3 separate regions of the Sus scrofa genome follow, and all the other regions are linked to region 2. Evidence: chromatin contacts called from public Hi-C and promoter capture Hi-C data. All regions are on one chromosome and are shown on one strand. Each heading gives the region's core, a stretch centred on a gene start, on an enhancer-like site or on the middle of the called end of the contact. The rest is flanking DNA. Distances are from core to core; before and after follow the strand shown. Region 1 holds the start of CDADC1 (cytidine and dCMP deaminase domain-containing protein 1). Region 2 holds the start of FNDC3A (fibronectin type-III domain-containing protein 3A). Region 3 has its middle 67 kb from the start of CYSLTR2.

Region 1 (4,140 bases), core at 1,637-4,136, 240 kb after region 2:
GCATTTGTATATGTTAGCCACAATACTTACAAATGCAATTTTTTTTTTTTTTTTTTGCTTTTTAGGGCCACACTAGAGGCATATGGAAGTTCCCAGACTAGGGGTCTAATCGGAGGGGCAGCTGCCAGCCTATGCCACAGCCACAGCAATGCAGGATCCAAGCTGAGTCTGTGACCTACACCACAGCTCACAGCAACGCTGGATCCTTAACCACTGAGCAAGACTAGGGACCAAACCTGCAACCTCATGGTTCCTAGTTGGATTCGTTAACCACTGAGCCACGACGGGAACCTCCCCCAAATGTAATTTTTATTTTTATTTATCTATTTTTTGTCTTTTTGCCATTACTTGGGCCGCTCCCGCTAGGGGTCGAATCGGAGCTGAAGCCATTGTTCAGTCAACACTCCAGAGGATTTTGCGGGGGGGGGCTACCTGGGGCACGTGGAAGTCCCCAGCCAGGGATAAAATCTGTGCCCCAGCAGTGGGCTGCTGTAGTGACAACACTGGATACTTAATCTGCTACACCACAAGGAAACTCCTCCAGAGGAATTTTTTGATGAATATAACACTACAATTCTAAAATTTACATGGAAAATTAAAGGGTCAAGAATAACCAAGAGGAGTTCCTGTCGTGGCCCAGCAGAAATGAATCTGACTAGTATCCATGAAGATGCAGATTCAGTCCCTGGCCTCACTCAATGGGTTAAGCATATTGTGTTGCCGTGAGCTGTGGGGGAGGTCGCAGATGCGGCTTGGATCTGGCGCTGCTGTGGTTGTGGCTGTGACCAGCAGCTACACCTAATTTGATCCCTGGGAACCTCCATGTACCGTGGGTGCAGCCCTAAAAAGACAAAAAAAAAAAAAAGAATAACCAAGCTATTTCTGAGGAAAATAAAGTGGCTTTTTTGGGGGTAAAAAAAGGTGTTTATTACAGAGGTATAATAAAGCAATGATACACAGTATACAGCCCATAAACAGTCTCATGTGTATATGGAAATTTGATACATGACAGAGGTGACATTGCAGATCAATGAGGAAATAGTGCTGGACAACTAATTATGCAAGTGGAAAAAAAAATCAGATTCCTACCTCACATCATACACAAAAATAAGTTCTAGATGAATGAGGGTATAAATATAAAAGGAAAAATTTGTGGCTTTTAGAGGAAATAGAAAAGATATCTTTTTTTTTTTTTTTTTAACTTTTTAGGGCCACACCTGCAGCATATAAGAGTTCCCAGGCTGGGGGTCAAATCAGAGCTACAGCTGCCAGTCTACAGCTCTGATCTGACCCCTAGTCTGGGAACCTCCATGTGCCTCCTTGGCCCTAAAAAAGCCAAGGAAAAAAAGTGAAAAAGCAAGTGACAAATGGGGAGAAGATATTAACTACATACATACCCAACCAAGAAGGACTACCCAGGATGTATAAAGAATGCTTATGGGAGTTCCCGCTGTGATGAAATAGGGTGGGCGGTGTCTCTGTAGAGCTAGGACACAGGTTCGATATCCAATGGGTGCAGTGGGTTAAAGGTCCCAGCGCTGCCACCATGTAGGTCACAACTGTGGCTTGGATCTGGTCCCTGGCCCTGGGACAACCGAAAAAAAAAAAAAAAAAAAAAAGAAAGAAAGAAAGAAATGCTTACAAAATGAGTAAGAAATAGAACTACCAAAATAGAGAAATGGTTAATGGGTATTTCATAGAGAGGAAACAATCAACCCAAGAAGAAATCAGGGGACATTATAGCCATGAGAAACCATTTTATGCCAGCCAGGTAGGCAAACAATCTCTCTGGAAAACTTTTCAGCTTTAGCTGGGAAACCTGACAACCCAAGAATCCTATTCCTTAGTCCCTAAAGAAACTCTTCTACATGAACATAAGGAGACATAACAAAAATGTTTTTGGTTTTTTTGTTTTTTTGGGTTTTTTTTTTTTGTCTTTTTGCTATTTCTTGGGCCGCTCCCACGACAACAAAAATGTTTTAATCAGCATTGTCTGTAACAGCAAAAAGATGGAGAGAGTGCAAATGTCTTCTGACTCAAATATGGATAAGTAAATGGTGATCTATAGCTACAATGAATACTATTATAGTGAAAATTAATGAACCATAATCATACTCATCAACACTTTAGATTCTCTCTTGAGTCTACCACAAGATGATGTACTTTTTAACGTTGGCTTTTGCTTTCATAGTCTTTGAGCAGTTTTTCTGTCTTGCTATATTTAAGTATACCAAGTTGTGATAACAGCACAAGTTGGTGATGGAAACCAGGCTCTGAGTCACTAGGGGAAGGAAGGGCTTCATTTTGAGTCCCGTCTAGGACAATTACAAAATAATAAAAAGAAATTGCACTGGACACAAATCCACAATGCCACGTTCTTCTCAGATTTTCCAGGGGCCACTTCCTCCTACCCCCGTATTGTGCAATTCCCCACAATTACGGTTCCAACTCTCAGTTCCTCATGTGTTTAATAAGAAGCACAGCGTCCCTATGGTGGTCCCCGGCACTAAATTCCCTAGGACAGGTCGCTCTCAGAGGATAGCAATCTGGACCGCCCAGCTCACCCCTCTTCGCCCTCAAATTCTCTCAGACCACAGATGGGGCAGGTTCCCATTTCAATTCTCCTTCGCTCTCTGACCCAAACTCTCAGGCGCGCGCTGCCCTCATCAGCCTGTCAGAGCCTGCGCAACCTGGGACTTCGAGCCAAGACATCCTCAAGCAACCATACTTCAGCAAAACAACAGAGTCAAATACAAGCCTGCAACGACTTACTGCACAGCGTCTCCTATCTACCCGGTCGCCGGGAAAGGAGCGGCGCGGCGCCACGGCGGCCACGCTTCCTCGTGACGTCACACAAGGCGCCCGGAAATGGCGGCCGGGCTCCTACGTCATTGGGCTGCGCCGGGGTGGCGGTTGCTGTACAGTTGCTGGGAGGGGACGAGAGGTGGAGTAGCTGGGGCAAAGATCATGCCGAATAGCGAGAGGTTTCCTGGACAGCAGAGACAGCTAGGCTGGGGATGAAAGAAGCAGGGCAGATGCAAAATCTGGAGAGCGCGGAGGCTGGGCGGTCAGTCAGCACCCAGACTGGCAGCATGACCGGTGAGTGCCTCGAACCTTGTTCCCGCCCCCCAGCCTTTCGCTCTCCTCTGTGCGTCTCCCGCGGTTTCACTTCCAGTCCCCGCTTGCCCTTCTATTCCAGTGTGTCCTATCTCCGCCCTGGGCGCGTCTCTCTCTCAGTCACCGGGATTCCTTGGCCCCGCTGCACAGGATTTTGAAGTTGCGCTCACTGCCCCCCTTTACTCTTCCTCCAGGATCTGGAGGTGGGATCTACGGGGATCGACGAGCCTGAAAATTCCCCCAACCTTGTTTTTGACTTGGTATCAAAATTAACCGCACGGGACACTTTCCTGTATTTCAACTGCTTTACCTTCAAAGGTCACCGTATTTTTAGTTCTGTGTTCTAACTGCGGCCCTTGTTGCAACGTCTCATCACAATCCAAAGTAAAACTTGCTCCACGATGACATCAGATGCTAGGAATTTTCATAACTTCTTTTGGATTGTTTCCATAGCTACCTTGATGAGTTATACTATTTTTTTTTTTCTGCCGGGTGACAGGGTCCAACTTTTGAAAGCGCCACAGGAGATTGCTGGCAAGGCGGTTGATACCAGTCTCCTGCTAAGAAAGCACTTTGATTTTCCAGTACACAAATCCTTTTTCTCTGCCTCCTGTTAAAACAGCTGAACTAGGACTTCAGCACCCAAGTAGCATTGAGCTTAGTTCTTATTTTCATCGTTGGTAAATCTTTAAGATGTTTGCCCTTTCTTTTGTAGGTGAAATACCAAGGCTTTCTAAAGTCAACCTTTTCACTCTGCTCAGTCTCTGGATGGAGCTCTTCCCAGTAGTCGAAACCCAAAGACAAAAATCTCAGGTACAATTTGTTTCCTTAGGTAATTTTTTCTTCTTAGAAAAGCAACGGTCTAGAATTTGATTTTATTGCTCCAGTTTCTGTTATACTTAAAAACAAACTCAACAAGCCTTCAAATTTGCAAAATACCTCTGTGGTTTAGTATGATACCTGTGGTTCATAGCTGTGATAGCTTCTGTTTCCAGTCTAAAAATGGAATAATTACCCTCTCAG
Region 2 (3,936 bases), core at 300-2,799:
AAAATATAGATGATAACTAAAGCCATTGGGGTGGGTGATGATGTTTAGGCCAAGAGATTACAATGAAAACAGAAAAGAAACTAGACTGAATTGTGAGTTCTATATTTAATAGCCAGAGAGGAGAAGGAATCGGCAAGGGAATTAGAGAAGCAGTACTGAGAGGGCATAGTGCCAAAGGAAGAAGAATCATTCAAGGAAATAAGTGGTTAAAGTGTTGGGTATTATCAAGAGCTCAAGAAAAGTAAGGATTGAAAAGAACCCTTATTTTATTGGTAAGAAAAATGAAGCTCTGAGAAGTGACTTGTTCAAAGTCAATGTAAATTCTTGTCCCTCTTTGGATTCCCAGAGAATTCATACTGGTGCCCTTGTGAAGGTTATTTATGTGTGTGATTCATTCTCTCCACAGAACATAAATTCCCCAGTTCTTGCTTGACTCAACCTTACAGTATTGCACATTGTTGACTAATCTAGGTCTACTTCAATGATATTCTTGAATTGTCTTAGTCTCTTTCAAAAAAGCTGTTTTTTTCTTGTTGTGCTTATATGTATAAGCCCAAAATATAATTTTTTTAGAAAAATGCCATTTCTTAGTCCTACTTATCCCCAAAGGAATCAAAATCTTGAGGGCTGGATTGCAAGATTCTATCTTTATTAAAAGCAGCCAAGTCAGAAATTTTGAAAATGATCAGCTCAGGGTCAAGTTTGGAAACCAATAGCTTAATCTCTAACCAAAGAGAGCTGGGGCAGCAATATGGAAAAGCCACCCAACTCACCCACATTCTGATAAATCTTCATATTTTAAAACAGTATATGGTTATGCTTCAATTACTCAGGGATCAGCTTTCCAGGAATTTTGTCTGGAAGAGGGCCAGATCTGGAAGTTAAGAAAAGGAAACACCTCTGCAAGGAAAAGAACTTTTGAAAGTGAACAGCAAAGAAAATATCTCTAGGTACCACTTGGTATATAGAATCACCATCCTATTTACTCTTGGGAAGAAAAGAAATCTCTCATTGGCTGGCTGTGGATATAAACATCTGATCAATTATCACCCAGAGCCATAGAGAAAAGCAGTCAAGAAAGGAGAAAAGAGTAAAAAACAAACAGTAAAGTTGAAAGGATGAGAGGAAGGTTATGAGTGGATCAAGAGGCAATTGAGATGAGAAGCAGCGACAGATATTAGAAAAGGTGATGAGAACATTCCAAAGAGAAAAAAGAGATTACCTAAGTAAAGATCTCGATACCTCCGCAATCCCTTGGGACTTAAACATAGGGCCAAGGTATCGCGTTTGACCGTTTGACCGTCACTCATCAACAAAGGATTTCATTAACCATTGTATTTCTTAAGATAAGGAATATGCGCATTTTAAAAGGATTTCTGTGAAAAGGTGAAAATAAAAGCACTGCTGTTTTTAAAGGCAGCGCAATTAATGAACTGAAATAAAGCCAGAGCAAGGAGCCTGGTTACATCGGTCAATTGTTTTTGAAGGGACAGTTCCTGAAGTTGGACTCTCGATCCCAAGGCCTATCCCCATCCCAAGTCCTCCAAGTGGAAACCGCAAAAGGAAGCAGCCCTGACCAGCCCTCAGACATTATTGCAGCGCCCCCAGTTGCTGGAGGTGCAAGGAAATCTCGGCTGCGTTCACTTGTTAATCTTCGGGCTGTTGTACAAACGAAGGTAATGGGTTTCCGCGCGATTTGAGTGGGGACGAGACCGAGAAATTAACCCTCACTTTTTCAACTGAAGTAAATTTCTAAACATTTCCTCTGGCTGCGGAGATCTCGGGCTCTAAGTGTTTGGGATTGAAAACATCCAAGCCCACTTCGGTTGGCTTCCTGTTCCTTGGGGGAGTGTCTTTAAAAGCACCTGCCGGCGTTAAGTTTTGTGCTTTCGGAAAGAGGCTGACCCGGCGCGCCTCAGGGTGAGCTTTTTATAATTGTGACTGAGAATTGTGTGAGTGGTCCCCAGAACATCAATTAACTCATTTCCCCAGTGTCGCTCCCAGCCTGGCCGCGGCGGAGACTACGACGACCCGGGCGCTGCCGGGCCTCTGGAGAGAGCCCGGAGCCCCGGGAGCGCGGTGGGCGCTGCGGCAGCAGTGAGGGGTACGCGGTCGTCCCGCACCCGCGGCTCCGCGGCGTCCTCGCGCTCCCGGGAGAGACCCGCGGGGCGGCCGGCCTGAGGCGGGCACCGGGGGGACCCGGCCGGCTGGAGGCGCCGTCGGCGGGACTCGCGCAGCCGCACTCGGCGCGCAGACTCCGGGCTCCTCCTCCCGGCTCCGTAGTAAGCATGGCGGCGGCGGCGTTCGTGGTCCCTCGGGTGAAACAGAAAGCGGGAGCTACGCGGAGAGGGAGCGAAGAGCGGGGCTGAGGCGGCGCCGTCACTGCCGGGAAACCACCCCAACAGTCAGTGCGCCGGCGGCCGCGGCGGCGCCGAGAGCTGGCTCTGCTGCTGAGGTAGAGCGAGAACGATCAGGAACCCGAAGAAGAGGCGCCGGGGTAGCCGCCTTCCTCCGCCTCAGAGCGGCTGGACTCGGAGGTGAGAGCGCGGGCGCTCCCTTCGGGAAAGGCGGGGGAGACCACGCCGTCCCGGCTCCGGTCCGGGTCCGGGTTCCGTCCCGCCCCGGAGCAGGCACCTGGGAAACCGTTAGGCTGGATCTGAGCGGCCGGGACGCCGAGCGGGGCTCGGGCCCGTCGAGGGGCCCGGCCCACCCCGTCCTGTGGGCGCGCGCTGGGCCGACGGGAGTGGGCCGCGGGCGAGACTCGTCCGCTCGTGGGGCACCTGCCGGGTCCGAGTCTCGCCGGGAGGCGCTCGCGGGGGCGCGGCTGCGGCCCGGCCACCAGCCCGAGGAGGCGGCGCAGGGGCGCGGGCGGCCCTCCCTCGGCCCTCCCTCCGCCCCCCTGGCCCCCTGGCCCGCGGCCCGCGGCGAGCTGCGCCGCTGCGGGCGGCGCGGGGGTCGAGTGCGGAGCCCTCCCGGGAGGATCGCCGAGAGGCCGCCGCGCTTCGGCTTTGGCTGCGCGGCAGCCGCCGAACTTGAACGCTCCTCCGAAGAGTTTCCCCCGCTCCCGTTGGGGTTAAAACCTCGAAACCCGCCCCTGTGTGTTTGATCTTGTTTGGCTGGTGCCAGTACCTGGCTGTTCCTCCAGCCGGCGGAGTTAGCCACCTGTTCAGCCGGGGGTGGACTCCTGGCCGCAGTCCTCGCCCTGTTTAACAACCTGGATCTTTGAACTTTTGACACGGCTGTGGAAGGACGTCATGCGTTAGGTAAAGGAAAATGAACACATAATTTAGCCATAAAATCGCGGGCAGAACGACGGCGGTTTTAATTAATGTAGTCGTTAATCGTTCTTTTATTTACTGTTAGCGTTAGAAGCCTTGAGGATTTGTGTGTGTGTGTGTGTGTGTGTGTGTGTGTATGTGTGTGTGTGTGGGAGGAGGAGGTATAATGGTTACTGGGGTGCTAAGAATCGAAAATCCGAGATTTTCTTTTGTGAAATTTCATGCAAGTTCCTTTGGACACCTTTGTGTCTAAGCATCTATTAACTAAGAATACCAGGCTGACAGAATTTTTTTTTAACTGTATTATCCTCACGTATGTGTAGACTGTGGACTTTTAAAACAGCAGCATAGTTATTTTGCTTCTTGTGGTCTGTGTTTTTAGTTCTTGAAAGCAAAGTTGATCTGTTTTTTCTGTATTATAAGAATGAAATAACAAAAGTTGAACTGTTACTATAATATTTTATCACCATGATATTAGCAGCACTAGTGCTAAACATATGCCACCCAGGAGTTGGAGCCATATGTTAGGAAGAAACTAATTGAGTTTTGTGGCTGTGATCTTGTATTTGGCTAAATATTTAGTTTTTGTTTATTTGCTAAATCTGTAATTCTTGCCATCGCCTAAGTTTTGTTTAAATCATCCAAAAATAGTCCAGAG
Region 3 (4,241 bases), core at 92-2,591, 190 kb before region 2:
AAGGTCTTTAATAGAATAACCCATCTACAGATGAGCTTAGAGGGGTAGAGTAGGAGAAATAAGAGCCGACAATCATCCTCACTTATGATGGGCCAGGGACCGTGCTAAGTATTACAAATCTTAGCTCACTGATACCCTGTAAGCAGGGTCTTGAAGACTTTTGTACACCTGTATTCATAGTAGCATTACTCGTAACAGCTAAAACATGGAAGCACCCCAAGTGTCCATCAGTGGATAAAGAGAGAAGCAAAATGTGTATGTTAATATAATGGAATATTATTCATCCTTAAAAAGGAAGGAAATTCTGGAGTTCCCTGGTGGCTCAGTGGGTTAAGGATCTGGTTGGCTCTGGAGCATCCGCATACTTCAGGCAGAGCCCCCCTCCAAAAAAAAAAGAAAAAAGGAAGGAAGGAAATTCTGACATATGGTACAATGTGGATGACTCTTCAGCACATTACCCTGAGTGAAAGAAGTCAGCCACAAAAAGACAAACACCAAACACCGTATGATTCCTCTTATATGAGGCACTTAGAATAGCTCAAATCATAGAGACAGGAGGCAGAAGCATGGTTGCCAGGGAGTGGAGGGATTGGGGAATGGGGAGTGAATGTTTAACAGGTATGGAGCTTCAGCGTGTGAAGAGGGAAGGAGTTCTGGAGATGGATGGTGCTGATGGGTGAACAATATTATGAATGACTTGAAATACGACTGAATGGTTCACTTAAGAATGACTGAGATGGTAAATTTTATAAATGTATTTCATCACAATAAAAAACTGGAGAATCAAAACAAAAATAGAGCAGACGGTATAACGTAAATGCAGAAAATGCGCAGAAAAGAGGAGAGAAGGCTGCAGAGCAGTCTGATAACATTCGTTCCCTCCAGGGCTGGGCTGGGGAGGGAACAGGATTCGGGGTGGGGGGGGGCAGATGGAACGAGAGCCTTATTTGCAATGCAGAATGGATGCCCACTTCCTCCTTCTCTCCCTCTCTGCCTCCTGGTTCAGTTCCAAAGCCTGTTCTACCACAGGTGCGTCTGACTGGCAGCCTCCAGACCACATCCTGAAGCCGAAGTATAGCCAGCCTGGGAAATGTCGATTTGAGCTTCCTGCCTGCCCCCTGCTGAGATAGAAAAGGGCTGGGCAGCATGTGGAGCTTATCAATACCTACATAACATTTTAGGCAATGAAGGTGTTGGCCAGTTGCCACACAACATCAGGCTAAGAAAGAATGGAAGTGCGAATCACACAGATTTTTGTATGATTTCTTACGCCATGAGGTCAACCAGTCCCTGAAACTGCAGTAGCACAAGCCCAAGCGAGAAAGCAGCGCAGGGCACGCAGGCCCTGCCTGGGGCTCCACGAAGCCTGGCATTTCTGTTGTCCCTGCTCTGTCCACCTCCCGCAAAGGCCCACTCTCACCTCCTCTGGATGTGTTTTCATTCTCTGTCATGAATAAAGGCACCATCGCGAAATAATTTAGAGGAATATTTGTTCCTCTAATAATAGTAATTTGTTCCTCTAAAATAATTTAGCGAGCAGAGATGGTCATCACCTAGATACCACTGTAAAATCGAAAATATTCCACCCGTTCAAAAGCAGCAGAGGAGTCTGATGTGCGTTATCTGTGGACTGAGAAAAAAGTCAAACACAGCATTTCAAAATGTTACATACTGTATTATTATGGGTATTTTCTCTGCAGTTCCTTTTTGCATTTTCCAAATTTCCCACAGCGAGCTTGTAATCATAATCAGAAATACAGTAACCTGCATTTTAAAACAAGAAACACATCCTGCCTTCCTTTCTCATCATCCCTACCTTCCGCCACGCTTGCTGTCTATGGTGTGGAGTTTCGTCTCTTTACAAGGTTCATTTTCCAGACAAGAAGTTACACTCTGCTTTGCCTGGTTCCCTCCCACTTTCCGTGTGTGAAATCATTTTGTTGCTGTTGACAGCAGCTCCCTTCCCACTCCTCGCCCCTGCACCGGGGGAAGATTAGGTTTATAGGTTTAGGATGGAAATTCTCAGGTGCCCAAGGTTAACTCAACTGGCAAAGGCCATGGATGGCGGGGGCGGAGGACAGAGTATTTGGTGCAAAACTAGACAGAGGCACAATCTGAACCCACACAAATGCCTGTGTCACCTTCCCTTCAGGAGCTGTCCAGGGCCATCCTGTTCCCAGTTCCCAGCTTCAGAAGCCACCCAAAAGTAAATAAATGGATCAAACAGAAAGCGAGAGAGCATGAGCTGTGACTACGAGAGCCCCCCCAAAGAAGACACCCACACATCCCCTCTGCTATTGTCGTGTAAGGTCACTAGGCCAGCCCTACTGCAGTCTGGTAATTCAGGCCTGGTTGGCTACCATTAATATGACCTTTCAGATCAAAGTTCTAGTCCGTGGTTAGAAATACTTTATTCCTGTTTCTGATAATACCTTCATAACAGGGGAGAAAGCCTCCCACAGGCTGGAGTCAGAGAGCTATGCTGTCACCTGCAGACATCTCCAGGGGGATCAGAGAATGTCAGTGATAAGGAAAGGTTTACTGGGTACCTACAGAATGTAGCACCCTCTGGGCAGCTCAGCCCTGGAGGAAGAGCAGGAGTGCAGGCGAGCTAAGGAGCAAGGGACAGCAGGGTAATTAACTGGAACGCTGCCGGTTAGCCTGTTGACCAGGAGGCATCTGTAAAGAAAAATATTGCAAAACCCAGGGGTGGGTCTCCTGGTGCAGAATGATAAGCCCATTGACGGTGGTGCTTCCAGTAGGAGCTCCACCCCTTGGTGGGGCTCCACTCCCTGGCTGTGGGATAGCCCTGGGGGTGACCAAGCCTCTGGTAGCTCAGGTCCCAGAGAGGAGGATGTAGTGAGGAGAGGGGCAAGTGACACAGATTTTCTGAGGGCTTCTGCCTGTTAACCTAGAACAGTTAGGCTATCTGAGGGTCAGGCAGCTTAACCTCTCCTGCCAGCGAGGAGAGGCCACTATCTCGTAGCTAGCGAGGCAGGACAAGGACAAGAACAGCAGGATCCAACATGTTTGTGCTCAGTCAGGAGGAAACACACACACCGGCTAAAGAGGGGGCTGCTGCAGAGGTGGAGAGACGCTAGCAGGGTTCCCGTTCTGTCCTTGGACCAATTGAGAGGAAAGCCTCTCTCTCCAGTTCATCAGGAACAGCAGCGGAAGGGAGAGCCCCTCGCAAGCTAGACCAGAAGCTCTACTGAGTTCCCAGAAAGCGGACGCTGTGTGTTTTCTCCACCATTCCATCTGCTGAGGCCACGTCTGAAACATCACAGATGCTCAGAAAATATCTGTCGTCCAGAGAGAGAAACAAAGTGGGAAACGTCAGGGTAGAAAACCTGCAAGCGGGGTGTGTCCAGTTTCTTAATTCTCTCTATTCGGCGAGGCTGGATTTCAGGCCTGAGTACCTGACGTTCTCAGAACCTGGTGTTTTGGTTTGGTTTGGTTTTTCGTCTGCGAGGTGGAGTTCTTGTAAGGATTAAATGAGAGAGTGTATATCAGAGTGATCTGCACACCGGAAAGCGCGAGATAAATGTCAGCTTCCGCTGTTGGGTGAGGATGACGGGATGATGCCGAGGATGACGACGGCAGTGACAATCCTGATGACGGATTCTTTTGGGAGAGAATGACGTCAAGCAGGGAAGTGCGCTTTAGGGGATTCCATCTGTGGAACAGGAGTGGGTGTCGTGATGGAGAGAAAGGTTTACAGGAGCCAGAGACCCCGGGGCAGGATTTCGCTCACAGCCCTTTCTGTTTGTCACTTTTGAACCCCAGATTAGCCAAGCTCATTTAAAGCAAGGAGTGTCTTTTGCTCCTGTTTGTTCTCCATTCCTCTTACACAGGACATTGCTCATACCAAGCAGTAAACGTTTGCTGGGGGAAAAAAATAATGAATGAATGATTTGATGAAGGGTGACATAGCTGCAGTGGGCAAAGAGAAATAAGAATATTAACTGAGCCGAGATTGCTCCCTGAAAGTAATTTGTTCAGGCAGAATCAAAACTGAGCTTGTCACTTCCTGATTTAAAAACTCCATTGGCCTTCACTGTTCAAAAAATAAAGTTCAAGTGTATTAGCAGGGCATGGCAGGTCCTTCAGCAACTGGATCCCACCTATCTCTCTAATCTCATCTTCCATCACTCCATCTCCCAAAGCCTGATTCCTTCCACAGCTGTCTTTACTCAGCCTACATTCCGGTGATGCTGAACCCCTTAGGGTCCTTTGGACGT

What was found. Promoter capture Hi-C pulls out the DNA fragments that hold promoters and counts their contacts. Hi-C and Micro-C count contacts between places; a contact is called where the count stands out from the background.
Region 1: a contact with region 2 is called in a promoter capture Hi-C map of liver, with 4 times the contacts expected there. The contact joins the promoter of CDADC1 here to the promoter of FNDC3A in region 2. A contact is called at or near these places in 2 of 5 promoter capture datasets (fetal liver and liver), 2 of 47 Hi-C or Micro-C datasets (heart right ventricle and liver) and 2 of 2 datasets of contacts at active chromatin or transcription factors (alveolar macrophages and skeletal muscle).
Region 3: a contact with region 2 is called in a Hi-C map of embryonic fibroblasts, with 4 times the contacts expected there. The contact joins the enhancer-like site here to the promoter of FNDC3A in region 2. A contact is called at or near these places in 17 of 47 Hi-C or Micro-C datasets (adipocytes, alveolar macrophages, brain and 11 more) and 2 of 2 datasets of contacts at active chromatin or transcription factors (alveolar macrophages and skeletal muscle).

What each region holds. Positions count from the first base shown.
Region 1 is chr11:18,516,883-18,521,022 of Sscrofa11.1, reverse strand. CDADC1 (cytidine and dCMP deaminase domain-containing protein 1) reads left to right here and starts at 2,886. Exons shown (of 10, transcript XM_003357836.4): 1 at 2,886-3,099; 2 at 3,833-3,930. The coding sequence starts at 3,018.
Region 2 is chr11:18,755,355-18,759,290 of Sscrofa11.1, reverse strand. FNDC3A (fibronectin type-III domain-containing protein 3A) reads left to right here and starts at 1,549. Exons shown (of 26, transcript XM_021065328.1): 1 at 1,549-1,676.
Region 3 is chr11:18,942,126-18,946,366 of Sscrofa11.1, reverse strand. No RefSeq gene overlaps it. Among named protein-coding and RNA genes, the nearest start is that of CYSLTR2, 67 kb to the left of the region's middle. Within about 2 kb of position 1,341, at least 8 of the 83 cell types and tissues checked have an H3K27ac peak or open chromatin away from gene starts, as enhancers often do. A contact at or near this core is called in alveolar macrophages and embryonic fibroblasts, where this site is marked.